Regions from separate parts of the Sus scrofa genome. Here region 2 is linked to region 1. The links are chromatin contacts, called in public HiChIP or PLAC-seq maps. All regions are on one chromosome and are shown on one strand. The core of a region is the stretch at or near the end of the contact, and the rest is flanking DNA. Distances in the headings are between cores, read along the strand shown.

Region 1 (7,366 bases), core at 1,384-3,883:
ATTCAATAAAACCATTCTTAAAAAAGCAGAAGTAGTTTAATCAATCTTCAAAATATTAATCAGATTAAAGGAAAATCTTCAAATCTCATACCATTTTAAAAAGTATGGACTACAACTGATATTACACTCAAGAAGAATAGTTCTGTATATAAAGAATAAGGCCACTAAAAATATTCATCTCTGGTTTTGTGCATTTTATTTCAAAAACAGGTAAGGTTTTGTGAAGTAACTTCCTGACAAAATATGTGAAATATTTTACATGGAGGCTGAAATTCTTTTAAAAATAAAACTTTTAAACAGGTTTTTTGATACTGGAAGAAAAGGTACTATTTTTCATCCTTTGTAGGTTTCTGAACCTTTTAAAATAATGATGCTTATGCTACAGTACACAGAGTAAAACATACATAAACGATTATAAATTACTCCAAAATTAAACAAGAAATTTTCTTTTCTTTCTGAGAGATCTGAAATGTGTGCTGAGCTCTCAATGTGTGTGGCCTCTAAACAGAAACGAACTTGCACTGTTTTATTTCAGATTTGCTTCATTTCTTCCCAAACAATCTCTCCCTGCTAATCTAACAGGCCTTTTCCCCTCTCCTAGCATGAAGGAAACAAAAATCAAAGACATTATTAGCAAATCCTTATGCACCATCATAAAGCTGAATATATATCATTGGCATCAATTTGCATGGATTTCTTTTCCATTCTTTACTAATGGGGTATGACCAGGGAATATATATTTCCATAAATAATTCTCAAAAATGCGTAGTAATTCTAAAATTGTAAATTTATATAGTGAAATCTAATATTATTTTTTTTAAAGCTACAAACACCTAGCTATAATTTCAGGTAGACATCGTATGCTAAAGTTTTTTCTAAAGTAACCCTTACCTTATAATGTCAATAGGCTGAACATAACATGGAAAGATAAATTTTATTTATGTCTTATGCTAAGGTATCTGGGAGTCAAGAAAATGATACTGAAAACAAAGCATTACAAAGGAAAGTAGATCTACATGTAAAGTATATATAAAATAGATCAGCATCACTTTCTTCAAAATAGTATGCTGATCCCTTGTTTAACGATATATTCTCTCATTCATTAGTTTGAAGAAAAAAAGTGGTTGAATCATATTACAAAGGTGAATATAATTTTTAATGTCAACATGGGCAGCAAAAGCTGTTTCTGAGAATTTTAAATGATGCAATAAAACTCTCCTGATAAGATACACGGTAATCAGAATGTCACTGTCTGAAAGGGAGACTAGAATCAAATAGTCATTCATGCTCCCAAAGAAGGCTGCAGTTCTCTCTCTCATTCATTGAATATAAAGGATATTAAAATAAACTTTCTTGGAGTTCCTTGGTGACTTAGAGGGCTAAAAATCTGGATTAGTCACTGCTGTGGCTTGGGTTCAATACCTGGCCCAATAACTTTTTTGCATGCCACCACAGGTACAGCCAAACCACCCCCACCTCCTAAAATGAAAACAAAAACTTTATAATTGTCCAAGGAAAAAATGAGAAATGAGATTAAACTCAACATTTAGTCTATCTATAACAGATGTAAAATATTCATTAAGATAATAAAAAAGAAGGTAAGGATGACTATACACATCAAAGCTTAGAGCATCATAAATAGGCACTAATTTAACTACCCTAGATATTCCAGCCTCCTAACAACAACAAAAACAAAAGATACCAGTTTAATTATTTAAGGAGGGCAAGACTGTGTCCTTAGCAATATAGCCTAATACACAAGGACCAAGAGAATATCTGCTGTCATGACTGCAATTTTTCAAGTTTTCTGGTTTATGAATCATCACCGTTGTGCAACATATAACAAGTGAGAAGTCAGCACAACTCCACAGGGGTTCAGACAACCCCCAGGGGTGGTGGCGGAGTTTCCGTAAGACACCACCGAGCAGCTGCACAGCCGCAAACCTCAAGGCAGGAAGTTAACAGGCCACTCAGGACTTGGGGTTAATATCATGTTATCACTACAAAGTTTAGAAGCCAGTGACTCCTAGGGCCCTACTTGGCAGGGATGGATTTGCAGTCAGTGAGACGATGGCCTCTGGGGAGCTGGGTGTGCTAATTATGAAGTTCATCTATGGCAAAAAAGAAAGAAAAGAAAAGTATGAGAGATGAGCCAGGAACTCGAAGGGGCACTTGCCCCTGAGCAAATGTCACAGAACTTTAAAGTCTACTCTCCAAAAGGTAAACTTTCTTCCCTGAGGTTTTCCTTCACTGATACACAGATAAGACTAATGGAGGCTGGTAGTGATGCTGTGGGGAGGGGGGCCAGCACGGAGGGATGCCATTCAGCAGCATCCAGTGATAATTTGAGACACTCTGCGAGCAGAATATCTTCAGGCAGTTACCAAGAGCAGAATGAGTATGTGTTGCATGGGAAGAGGGATGGAAGTAAGGAATCAAGACAAAGGATTTCTGAGGAAGTAGCAGGTAAACTGTCAAAACAAACTTAAACAAAGAATCAAAGTCTGTGAAACTGTACAATTCATGTGTTGATAATCATTCCAGGAAGCAATCTAGCAAGATTAAAATCACCAAGTCACACTGATTAGGCAACACAGGAACAGACTGTCACATCCTCTGGTTTCTCCCCAGCCTACTAGTTTTCTAAGCATAAAGCAAATTAGCATAAGATCTCTGTGCTGTTTCCCCAGGGGTCTCATGTTCTGCAGCCAGCACCAGCACAGAGCAACTGAGTTACCAAGAAAGACATGGTGCAAGAGAGGCCAGGAGAGGGTTGATTCCTAGCCCCTCAAGTCCATAATTACAACTTATTAAACTATTTCAACTAAAAATGTACTGAATTTAATTTTAATGATGCAACCAGTGATACACTTTTTACCCAAAGTCTCTCAGATGCAGTTTCTGGCCTTAGTCATGGTGAATCTCTGGTAACAGGTCAAACCCAGCTGGCAGGGTCATTCTCAGCACAAAGGATGGATGGTCTTACAATAGATCCTTATGGGTCTTTTTTTTTTTTTTTTTTTTTCTTTTTTCTTTTCAAGGCTGCACCTGTGACATATGGAAGTTCCCACACTTGGGGTCAAATTGGAACTGCAGCTGCTGGCCTTCACCACAGCCGCAGAAGCACCAGAACCAAGCTGCATCTGCAACTTACACCACAGCTTGTGGCAATGCTGGATCCCTAACCCACTGAGCGAGGCCAGGGTTCCAACCCGCGTCCTCATGGATACTATTTAGGTTCATTACCACTGAGACATGGCGGGAACTCCCGATCCTTATGGTTCTTTATCTCATCTCCAGGCTCATGAATCTGACATATACTTACATAAAGAAACACAGGTATCGGTGAGCCCATTGTTAGTTAAGCTGGGGTGTCAGAGTTGTATGATAAACTCAGGGTTCAACTACTTCCTGAGAAACTATCATGGTGCCAGAATTGTGCTAGGCACTGTACATTTGCTGTGTTTTTGTCTTCACATATTTTGTTTATTCCATACCACTCCGTGGGTTACAGAACCAGATAACCCATGAGAAGTATAAAATCAGAGAAAGACAACCCTTGGTGTCGGAATAGATGTTTTCAGCTTTCATGTCTTATTCTGTGTATAAGCATAGATTGCTATTAATATGACAATGCTAATTCCTTTCAAACACAAATATCTTCTCAATTTCAAGTTTATTTTCGTCACAGGTTAGGCATAAAACAAACTGTTGCTATGATGCAAGGCCTACCATTATGTTTTACAGTGAAACTTAATTTTTCATATTGAAATATTTAAGAACATTAGACGTGTGGAAACCCAAACTGAATATGAGCTTTATAACTTTGTGAAAGTGTAGACCCATGGCTCCTGAGGCCATTTTAGATTTAAAACAATTATTAAACTCATAAATTCTGTGAAGCAGCGTACTGTGAAAGCATGATAAACAGATTCTCAGTGGCCTTATTAATACAGATAATCACACTATCGAAGTGTTTTTAAATAAGTTCATTCTTCTCTATTAACACCTTTCTTTTCTGGTGAAATTATTAAATTGTATTCAATTTAAATAAAAATGTTAAGTTGTTAAATTAAGAAAAATTTTAGACATTAATAAAGGAAATGGAATCTTTACTGGGCAAAGTATTCTATAATGGAATAGAGATGCAGATATCCTAAAAAAAATCCATAGAAGGAAATTGATCAATATAAATTCGTAGCCTATATGTTAGGGATATATCCCTTAACTTCAATTGTACACAATAAATTATCATTTTCAAACTTCAATTTACATTTCGTTTCTTTTTAGCTGTATTGCAAACAATAAATTCAACAATTTAATCAGTTGCTTAAATAATATTCCACAAAACTGAATTTGGGCAATCAAAATAGGAAATTTCTGCTTAACATTTACAATATGGATATAATATATAAAGTTAAATATTGATTTCATATATTCTAATTTGCCTCATGAATTGCTAGCTTGCAGTGTGCCTTGCTTTCATACCCAATAAGAATATTCGTGTTAATGAATACATGTAGCTCATGACATACTGTGTTCCCAGAGTGTCTACTAACTTGATAAATCTGTTAAAATAACATATGATTTTAATTTCATATTATTTTATATTATTTAAAATAACAAATGATTTCAACTTTATATTATCATATTTTAAACTATATTAGATAACATATCTGTATACGTACTTCTGAATTACTATTATAAGCAAAATACGGTAAAAATGGCAAAAGTTTTCAAAATTTTTGTTGTAGTGCAACAAATATATAGAAAATGAAATGATACATTAAATAAAATGTTTAAGTGATTGTGATACAAAAAAATACAGTAACAATTATAGTTAAAGAAAACAGGTGTGTTTCTTAAGTTCCCATAAGAATTTCTAAACTTCCTTTTAGGGGCACAGAGACTATAAATATTATTTAAGCAGGACAAATACTAAGTAGGAAAACTGAGATAACTACTTTTTAAAAATATATTTTACTAAACACTAATTTGAAAAGAATATTTAATAAGTTCACTTTTCTCCAAAAAAGATAAAAAAAAATGTTATGCACATATTTAGTGGGCACAGAAAGGAGTAATGACATTTTAATGTGGGTGGCAATTACATATCGTATAAAATCATAGATTTTACAGACACTAATTATCTATTATGACAAATTCCAGTTATTTGTGATAACTATACAGACATTTATGACCAAAAAAAAAAAAAAAAATCAAGCAATGGAAGGGTTTTTGGCTCTTGGTTTTCCAAAATCTCTTGTTTAAAAGGAGAAAAAAGAAGTAACCAAAGAAGGAATCCAAATGCACAAGAGGGTCTCTAAGTGGTACTTACTGGTGTGACGATGTTGTAGTGGATGCAGAACCCTGGTTCCGAGGGAAAATATTCATCAGATACAAATCTTATCCTGATTTGATTTCCTTTCGAAATCTGCTTTCCTGGAACTGTGCCAGAACCACACCAGCGCCCCAGTATGGTTCCATCACTTGGTTCTTCCACCTCTACAAAATCATACCTGCAAGATATTGAGAGAGAAGAGGCATAAAACCACGATGAGTTATTTCAGCACTTCAAATTCCATGTCCATGGGGGCAAAGAATCTAACCATGGACTACAGCCGTGAGTTCATCCCAATTTAACTGCATAGACAGAATAAAATATTCCACAGAAGAGACACAACTGAAAACGCATTCCCAATTAAAGAAATATGAGTCTTCTATTAAGCCCTACTTCTTTAAAGAGCCATGTCAAAGTTCATGTATTTTGTATGGAGCAACCATCTCTGACATTCAATTCATGAATTATTCAATTTAACTTCCATTTGGATATGACAGTATTGCTCCAATCTTAATTCCCATCATTACTGCCCATTATCTTCCGGCAGTAACCCCCTCACCCTAATCAGACTCCCTGGCTCCCTTCCCTCAAGTGTGTTTCAAGATTTTTATGGAGCCACTTCACTACATACACATCCTCCCAATGTCACTCCACCTGTCCTACATGGCCTCCGAGAGCCATTTCTGGGTGTTCTCAGCTCACCTCCATCTTCCTCTCTTTGATAAACATATATTTTCAATATTAACCACAGATATACAAGTGATCCATTTTGTTAGATAAGTTATTAAACCCTTGAAGAAAGGAATCTTTACATACTTCATTTTACCCTGCCCTACACACAGTGTTTAAACCTAAGGAAGTAATATTTTTCTAACCAATATTAACTTGGGTTTGAAACTTTCCATCAGTGGCACTCATCAGGAGCAGTGTCGCCCCTTGAAAGAATGTTTCAGAAATGTGCAGAGGCCAAGCTTCCACTGTGGTGCAATGGGATTGGCAATGCTTTGGGAGCACTAGGACTTGGGTTCGATCCCTAGCCTGGAACAGTGGGTTAAGGATCTGACATTGCAGCTGTGGCTCTGATCCCTGCAGGGAGCTCCATATGCTATGGGGTGGCCAAAAAAAAAAAAAAAAAAGAAAAAGAAAATAAATGTGCAGAGGCATTTTAGGTTGTCTCAATGACGGGGGTGAGGAGGGCAAGGTCCATGGACTTCCAACAATGGAGAGGCCCCCTAAATGGGTGTTTGCCCACATACTGCAGGCCATTCAAACCATTTACCAGACACTCAGGTAGGCAACATTTATGCTATTGTTCATTTGAGTTTGGAACATAATACTGTCTCACATAGAAACACAAATCCGTTTTGAGGGTTTAGATTAAGCCAAATTTTCCAGAAATTCAACTATCATATAAGGTGAAGGAAGGTTCTATACTTTCGAACTTACCAAGTGCTACTATTCTGGAAAATCATATCACTAACAGGAATATGGCTTATACTATTTTGCATCACAGTGAAAACAATGAAACAATCATATTAGTCTATTTCCACAGCTATCATAGTCACAGTGAGTCTGCTACTTAAAAGCTACATACATCTGACTATTTGATTCTTTTTCTTGTAATTGTGCTTGTGTATTTATGAACTTAAATATGTTATTTTAATATGGATTACTATTATTATTTTAGCTTTATATAGCACGTAGAGCTTTATATTTATTTCTTAAATAACTGCACATATAAATAGCTGATCGCTATTAAGGATTGCATTTCATAATGCTCAAGAGGATGCTGTAAAACTTTTATCAAGGGAGGTCTGACATGGATGAAAAACACTGGTAGATTTTTTTTTGTCTAAATTCAGTAGATACCAGACACTAAAAATACATTTTGCACAGTATAGAACTTACAAAAGAAAGAAATTGTTGAAGAGGGCAAAGTGCATAACAAACCAATTATACTTATAAACTTTTGTCCTAAAGAACATCCAGAACTCTCTTATGGTATGTAACTTGACCTGTTACACA
Region 2 (7,366 bases), core at 3,268-5,767, 140 kb after region 1:
AATCCAAGACTGAGGCACTAAAGGTAAGGCAACAAAGATAAGATTCCATAACTAGCATGTGAGTAAACCAGGATTCAAACTCAGTTACAGGCTCCAGTAAGTCACTATTATTATTTTTGTTTTGGCCACATTCACCGTATGCAGAAGTTCCAGGGCCAAGGATTGAACCTAAACCACAGCAGTGAAAATACCAGATCCTTAACTGCTAGGCTAACTGGGGAACTCCCACTAAGTCAAATTTTCATACTTCTTCCTCTACGGATTCTTCTCACCCCAAACATCCAGGCTTTCTTGAAAATGAGAATGTGATGCTGGTGGAAAAAACCTCCAGAGTTTTCAGAGACTTCAATCACTTCTCAACATTTAAGAAGTGGAACCACAAGAGAGCAAGTCTGCTCAGGTCCTAACCAAATTAGAGCTTGCATTACAACACATGAGAGTTGCAATCAGATGTAGGATGATGCAGCAGTTAGGGGCATGTATCCTGGAACCAGGCTGCCTCGGCTGGAGACCCTGACCTCAGCCAAGTGGCTCACATCCTCCTCAAATTGGGAATATCCTTAGCCACTGCCCCCATAGGTTTTTTGTGAGGATTAAAAGGATGAATGTGTGTTAATCATAAATTAATGCCTACCTAGTGTACAGTAAGTACCCAGTAAGTATTAAGTATATTTATTGTTAAATAGAATTTATTTGAGTACCATATGCTCCTGTTCAAAATAAATAGGGCCAGTCATCTACTAAGTTAAGCTGTTATAATATTCTTCCAACTCAATACAACCTTTGCTTTCTTCTCTTTTGTTGAGTTTAAACTCACTGTATGTGGTGTAAAGCTCTTGTGGTTATAACTTATCATTATTAAAAATGAACAATAAAACTCCTCACAAACTCCTATCTTTGACATCCTTTCCAGGTAAAAATCAAGTGATGTGACTGTGGTACCTAAAACAGCAATGAACAAGTAGACTTGGGCCCTTTAAGACATCAATACAGGCCACAGACGGAGATGCCCATCCAGACCCTTAGGCAAGAGCTTCAAGCTTCCTCCTTACAACTCAGTTACAATGCTCCACAATTCTAAAAGCTCTGATTTCAGAACATATCAAAAATCTGACCACTCACCTCCTTTATTCTGATCTAAGACACTATGTTCTTCCTTCCTGCCCTGTAGTCTATTCTCCATCCAGCAGAAGTAACAGTCTCCAGAGAGTCACTACTCATCTTGCTTCAGCCACCCCCATGCATGCCATGTTATCATCTCATCCTGTTCCAGCCATCCCCTTGCTGTCCTCATGTGTGCCATGTCTGGCACAGTCCTTGCCAAGGGGCCTGCTTCTCCTGCTGGCCCCTTTGTGAGGCCTTCTCCCCATCCCCTCGAACCCTAGCTCAAAACCACCTTTGTGAAGGCACCATGAGCTATTCTAAACTGCGGCACCATGAGCTATTCTAAACTGCAGCACCATGGTCTAAGCTCACACACTCCTCATCCTCCAATACCCAGCCCTGGTCGTGCCCTATGACACCAATAGCTTCCTTCTGTGTCTATCATTCTTCTCTCTTCACTAGAATGCAAAGTCCACAAGGTTGGAGTGTTACTGACATTGGTCTTTGGACTCTTTAATCAATAGAAATTGATAAGAGGCCAGAGGAGAAGTTCAGGCAAGGCTTATTGTGGCTCCTGCTGCAGCAGGAGGGTTTGAAAACAAGTAACAGAAGCCCCTGCTCCTAGCAGGGGTGGGGCATGCTGGTCCTCTAAATGGGATGAGGGTAAAGGTAGATCCATGGGTCCAGCTGGAAGGGTGGTTTGGGTGGTCTACCCACCCCCTTTATGATGCTGTTTGGAAGGATTATGTGCAGGACCCTGCTTTTGCACTCTAGAAGTGGCTGCTGCTTTGTGGCCTTTTGTATACTATAATTTGCCCCAATTGCACATGCTTGCAATTATTTTTAGACCTTATCATTTCCTTGTATCTGTTGCTGAAGGAGATGTTTGTCCAGGTGTAAGCACTGCAGATATTTCAGCAAAGAGTCCCAGACCCCAGCCTGTCTCAGAGGTTTCAGGATATTTTGTCCATCGCTACTATCACCTGTGTCTAGCATTGTGCTGCCTATGTAATCAATGTTCAGGAAATGTTTGTTTAAGGAATAAATGACTGAGGGCATCCTATCTGCATCCCAGTTCACCCCTAATGAAGAGTCTAGACCTCTCCTAATACTTCAAAATAGAAATGCATATATAATCTCAGTAGTGAAAACTTAAAACAGCAATACATTTTCTCCTGCACAAAAATCTAAATCAAAATCCAAAAGATTTGGGAGTTCCCACTGTGTCTCAGTGGTAATGAACCTGACTAGTATCCATGAGGATGTGGGTTCAATCCCTGGCCTTTCTCAGTGGGTTAAGAATCCAGCATTGCCATAAGCTGTGGTGAAGGTTGCAGACCTGGCTGACATTGCTGTGGTTGTGGTGTAGGCCAGCAACTACAGCTCTGATTTGACCCCTAGCCTAGGAACTTCCATATGCCATGGGTGTGGTCCTAAAAAGACAAAAATAAAGCACCAAAGATTTAAAAGAAAAAAAAGAAAGGAAGTGGCATAGCAGGTTAAGGATCCAGCACTGCTGCAGCTGTGGCTCAGGTTCAGGCTGTGGCCCAGGAAGTTCCATATGCTGTGTGTGTGGCCCAATAATAAAAATGTTTTAAAAAAGACAAGACAAAAAATGAAAAAAAAAAACTTAACTCCAATTTATAGAAGTTAAACAACCACTGTCTCATTTCCGAAGGTGGGGGGGAAAAAAAACCAATACACATTTATGAGTTTGTTGATTAAAGAAATCAATCCCTCTAGTTAAAGAGGGCCTTCTCCCTGAATGTTACAGTTTAGCTCAGGAGGTGGATGCAAGGACCTTATACAATGAAACTGCAGGACCGATTGACAGAGCAATTACTCATGTGGCCTGGATGCTGGCTAACAGCTCATAATCTTGCAGAAAACACCTTGGGAATTTTAATGACCATCCAGACTGAGAAGCAGTTTAGTTTCCATTCTAATGTGAAAAATATCTAATCTGGACCCCTCTCTATTCTGGCATCTACTCATGGGGATCATATGACTCCTGCATCATCCGGCTCATTATCCCTGGCTTCCACACAGGACCGTACCTTATCCCAATCAACTGCTGAGGATGAAGAAAACAGAACTCATATTCTCTCCTCTTCTTCTATTTGGTTTGGTACCGTTTATCATTCCCCCAACAGGATGCTGTAACCTTCAAAGTTTTTCTTGTAAACTACAGAGGCATGTATTATTTATGTAAGAAATGGATAAAATAGGTTATATGCTACCTATCAAAAAAGCCCATAGAATATGAAAAAAGGAGTAGAGTGAATCCGCAGAAAGTATTCTTAATGAGTATCATTCACACTGGACAGGGAAGATATAGAGAAATATCATTTTAAACATCGAGAAATTTAAGGTGAAATTATAATATGTCTCCTTATCTACCACAAAAAATATAGAATATGGACCCAGACTGAGGCAAAAATAATAGCTCTGGTTGCACAGCATATAAGAACTAACCTGAAACACAAAATGTAGAGATCAGAAAAAGAGACCAACTCATTTAAAAGAATGTTATACAACATTTCACCCCAGATGATGTCATTTATTTAGCAATGAAAATCATAAATATGTCAGAGTAAGCTTTTGATCCTCTTTGAAAAATGGGAGTTCCTGTTCCCTCAGTGGGTTAAGAACCAACATAGTGACAGTGGGGATGTGGGTCTGATCCCTGGCCTCACTTAGTGGGTTAAGTAGGTATTGCCAAAATCTATGCTATAGCTTTCAGATGCAGCTCGGATCCTGCATTGCCATGGCATGGCGTAGGCCGCAGCTACAACTGCAATTTGACTCCTAGCCTGGGAACCTTCCATATGCTGCCAGTGCTGCCATTAAAAAAAGAAGAAGAAAAAAAAAATGAAAGACAGAAATCTGAAAAATAGTCTTGGTATTGTTTCTTCATTTAATGAGCTTGCAAATTTTTTTTAAGCAACAAATCCTTTTTTCTTAGGCAACAATGAGCTTGAATTTGCCAAGGTCACTTAAAGGCAGAGCTCCTAACTTTTATCAGGATCCACCTCCTTGTCATCAGGACAACCTGAACTGAAGGGCAGGTCAGGATGTGGCCCTGGAGCCAGGGCGAGAGCTAGCCTTGCACTCTGCCCTGCTGCCAAGCCCTCTGTGACTCAGAAGATGACTTCATCCCCCAGACAAGAGGAGAAATCCCCTGACAACATCCTACCCAAGACACTCCCAGAGCCTTTCCTGGATTTTTAAAGATTCTGGTCACCCTGAACATGTCCAGAACAAAAGCATTAAAAAGACACCCTCAAGTCTACCTCAGAAGGTCAAAATAATTTTCAGAACTGCTTGAGTGAAGAAGGCCAAGGCCCAGGGCTCTGCCAGAGAAGGCTGGAAGGAGGGCTGTCATCACGGCTGAGATGGCCCCACCACATGGCAGGAATGAGTCACCGCAGAAGTCTCCAGCCACGGAAGGAAAGGAGGTCAGCAGGATGGACAAGGCATTGCCCACTGATGTCGTCCGATTCTTGCCACTAGAAAGTAAACAGGATGGAAGACCAAAGGGGGAAAATCGCAGCAGCACACACCAGCTCTGCCCAGAGGCCCTTCACTCAGGATCTGTGGATGCACAGCTGCTGCCCCAACCTTCCACCAAGGGCATCCCAACCCTCTACAGTTTACAGAGGGTTGCTGTGGCACTTGCTTCCCTATGCAAACCTCCACATCTACTTCCCTACTCAAAACTCCCTTTTAATTTAGATTTTCCTCTGAGATGGCTGAATCTCAGAGGTCAGTGCACTTGGAGGGGTTCCAGACTCAGCAGGCAGAAGTTTTTCATTCACACCATGGACTATAAGAATTAAACATCAAAATGAAGGCATGGCCATGAAGTATGAGGGCAACATGAAAAAAGGAGATTCAAGAAATGTATCATTTGTGCAGTTTGTTATTTGGTTTGTTAATTGGTTATATGATTACCAATTTCACTGCTTTTGTGACAGATATACTGCTGAGTGGGGATATCCCAAAATAAGTATCTTAACTGAGGCATAACTTGAACCACAGGCTTCAACCAAGTCATCACTGCTAGTCTTTTTTTTCCTCATTCCCCTAACTCGACCTTCAGTGTCATAAATACAAACGGTAGTGTTTCTTCCAAAACTAAAACAGTATTCCCTAGAGCAGAGTTTTCTATGTGCTTTATACCTGGAGTTTGAAATAATTTTTAGTCTCAAATTTCTAAAAAGACAGTCACAGAACAAATATCATATGATAGTACTTAAATGTGGAATCCGAAATATGACACAAATGAACTTATCTATGAAACAGAAACTGACTCACAGATACAGAGAACAGACTTGTGGTTGCCAAGAGGAGGGTGGGGGAAGGATGGACGGGGAGTTTGGGATTAGCAGATGCAAACTATATATAGGATGGATAAACAATGAGGTTCTACTGTAGAGTAGAGGGAACTATATTTAATATCCTGTGATTGACTATACCACAATGGAAAAGAATATGAAAAAGAATGTGTGTAAATACACACGTATATGTAAAGAATGTACATATACAGATATGTAAGTATAACTAAATCACTTTGCTGTACAGTAAAAATTATATTTTAATAAAAAAGAAAATCCACTTGCATAAGATGAAAATATCTGAACTAAATATCTTAAAATAAATTTTTAAATGGGGGGGAACCTAAAGTGTGAGAGTGTGCCCCTCAGGCAGGGCCATGCAGCCCTGATGGAAGCTGCCTGACCTGAGGCCAGGGGCAGGTCCACCTGAAGGTCTGAAGGTCCTGCTGTACATAGAAAAAGGCAAGTACCCTATGCTTCTCCATCCGCCAGTCTGGGTGAACAGGACTAGCAGGATTCTGAAGTCCACACAGACCTCAGATCAGGAGTACCCTAGGATCATGTAGCTGTAGGAAGGCAGGTCTTGTGCGGTTTTTTCATCCTGGTTTATATCACACACTCGTCTATAAACAAAACAAAGCCCATCGTGTGCAACCTTGTGGCATGTTCCAGATGTTTCTAACAAGTGTACAAAAAAATTTTTAAAATCCCACAATATCTTCTTGATCTTTAAGGCTTAAGAGCAGGATGTACAGCCTACATGTTAAGCTTAAAAAAAAGAAAAGAGAGAGAAAGAAAAAAAAACCCATATGGTGCCAAATGCTGGCAGCTCACTTCTCTCCTCCCAGACAAAACTCTTAGGTCTTGTGAAAACATTCCTTGTAAACTGCCAAAAACAACACAGATCATTGTGGTGGATGGCTCGCCCTTGCCGACTGCCACAGAGGCCCCCACTGCCCTTGACTGTAGCCACATCCAGCCTCCAGGATAAACCAAGGGCTCTCAACCCTGAAGGGCCACCTTGAGAAATGCCACCTCCTCGCTCCTAAAAGCAAGGCTTGCAGCTTACGTGTGTTCCTTTACAAAATGTTGTATTGTTTGTACTGGCTCCCCCCTCATTTAAATTTGGTTTCCAAAATTAGTACAGCATTGTTTCTCCTATGATAGTAATGTGAGCTTACTACAGAGATTTTTTTAAAATATTAAATGTATTGCAGAAGGGAAAAGACCAGCACCCTCACTGGTTTGCTAGAGCCCTTGTAGATAAAACACTAAGAACACCCGAGCATGTTTTCTTCTACTTTCTGGATCCACAGGCACACGTAAAAGTATTTATAATCCCAACTTGTCTTTTCACCTAACATGACATGTGAGCATTTTCCCGTGGGGAGACAGTATTTTGATCACCTCACTCTACCCCTTGAGTAACAGCAGCTTTGGATAATTCCCAGCACTTCTTCTGGGAGGTTGACTGCTCTGCTGGCCACTGCCCCACAGCCCAACCAGGGTCAAGTTCACTGAGTGCGTGTGTAGTGTGTGTAGCTGGAATCAGAGGAAGGTGAGAATGGGTGACAGTGTAGAAATGCAAGCCCAGATGCCCAGCTCCTGGGTGATCTCCTCAAAAGACTAGAAAAAACTTATTTTTGTGAAGAACCAAAAAAGAGACAAATGGGCACAGCCTCCTTGCCTGCCTGCTTACATCCCTCACAAGAGTCCTATCTTAATAGATCTATTTCTTGCCTCAAAAAAAAAAAAAAAAAGAGAGAGAGAGAGAGAGAGAGACAGAGAGAAATGTATTCTCCGGTTTCCTGATATTAAAGAGTCTTTGACAGGAGTTTTCATTGTGGCTCAGTGGCAACCAACCTGACTAGTATCCGTGAGAATTCGGGTTCCATCCCTGGCATCGCTCAGTGGGTTAAGGATCT

What was found. HiChIP or PLAC-seq counts read pairs in DNA pulled down with a chosen protein or histone mark.
Region 2: a contact with region 1 is called in an H3K27ac HiChIP or PLAC-seq map of alveolar macrophages. The contact joins two enhancer-like sites. A contact is called at or near these places in 1 of 47 Hi-C or Micro-C datasets (embryonic fibroblasts) and 1 of 2 datasets of contacts at active chromatin or transcription factors (alveolar macrophages).

Annotation. Positions count from the first base shown.
Region 1 is chr8:45,638,263-45,645,628 of Sscrofa11.1, forward strand. PDGFC (platelet-derived growth factor C) reads right to left here. Exons shown (of 6, transcript XM_021101285.1): 3 at 5,339-5,519. Among named protein-coding and RNA genes, the nearest start is that of PDGFC, 170 kb to the right of the region's middle. Within about 2 kb of position 2,634, at least 24 of the 83 cell types and tissues checked have an H3K27ac peak or open chromatin away from gene starts, as enhancers often do. A contact at or near this core is called in alveolar macrophages and embryonic fibroblasts, where this site is marked.
Region 2 is chr8:45,775,319-45,782,684 of Sscrofa11.1, forward strand. All of the region lies in intron 1 of PDGFC (platelet-derived growth factor C), which reads right to left. Among named protein-coding and RNA genes, the nearest start is that of PDGFC, 30 kb to the right of the region's middle. Within about 2 kb of position 4,518, at least 33 of the 83 cell types and tissues checked have an H3K27ac peak or open chromatin away from gene starts, as enhancers often do. A contact at or near this core is called in alveolar macrophages and embryonic fibroblasts, where this site is marked.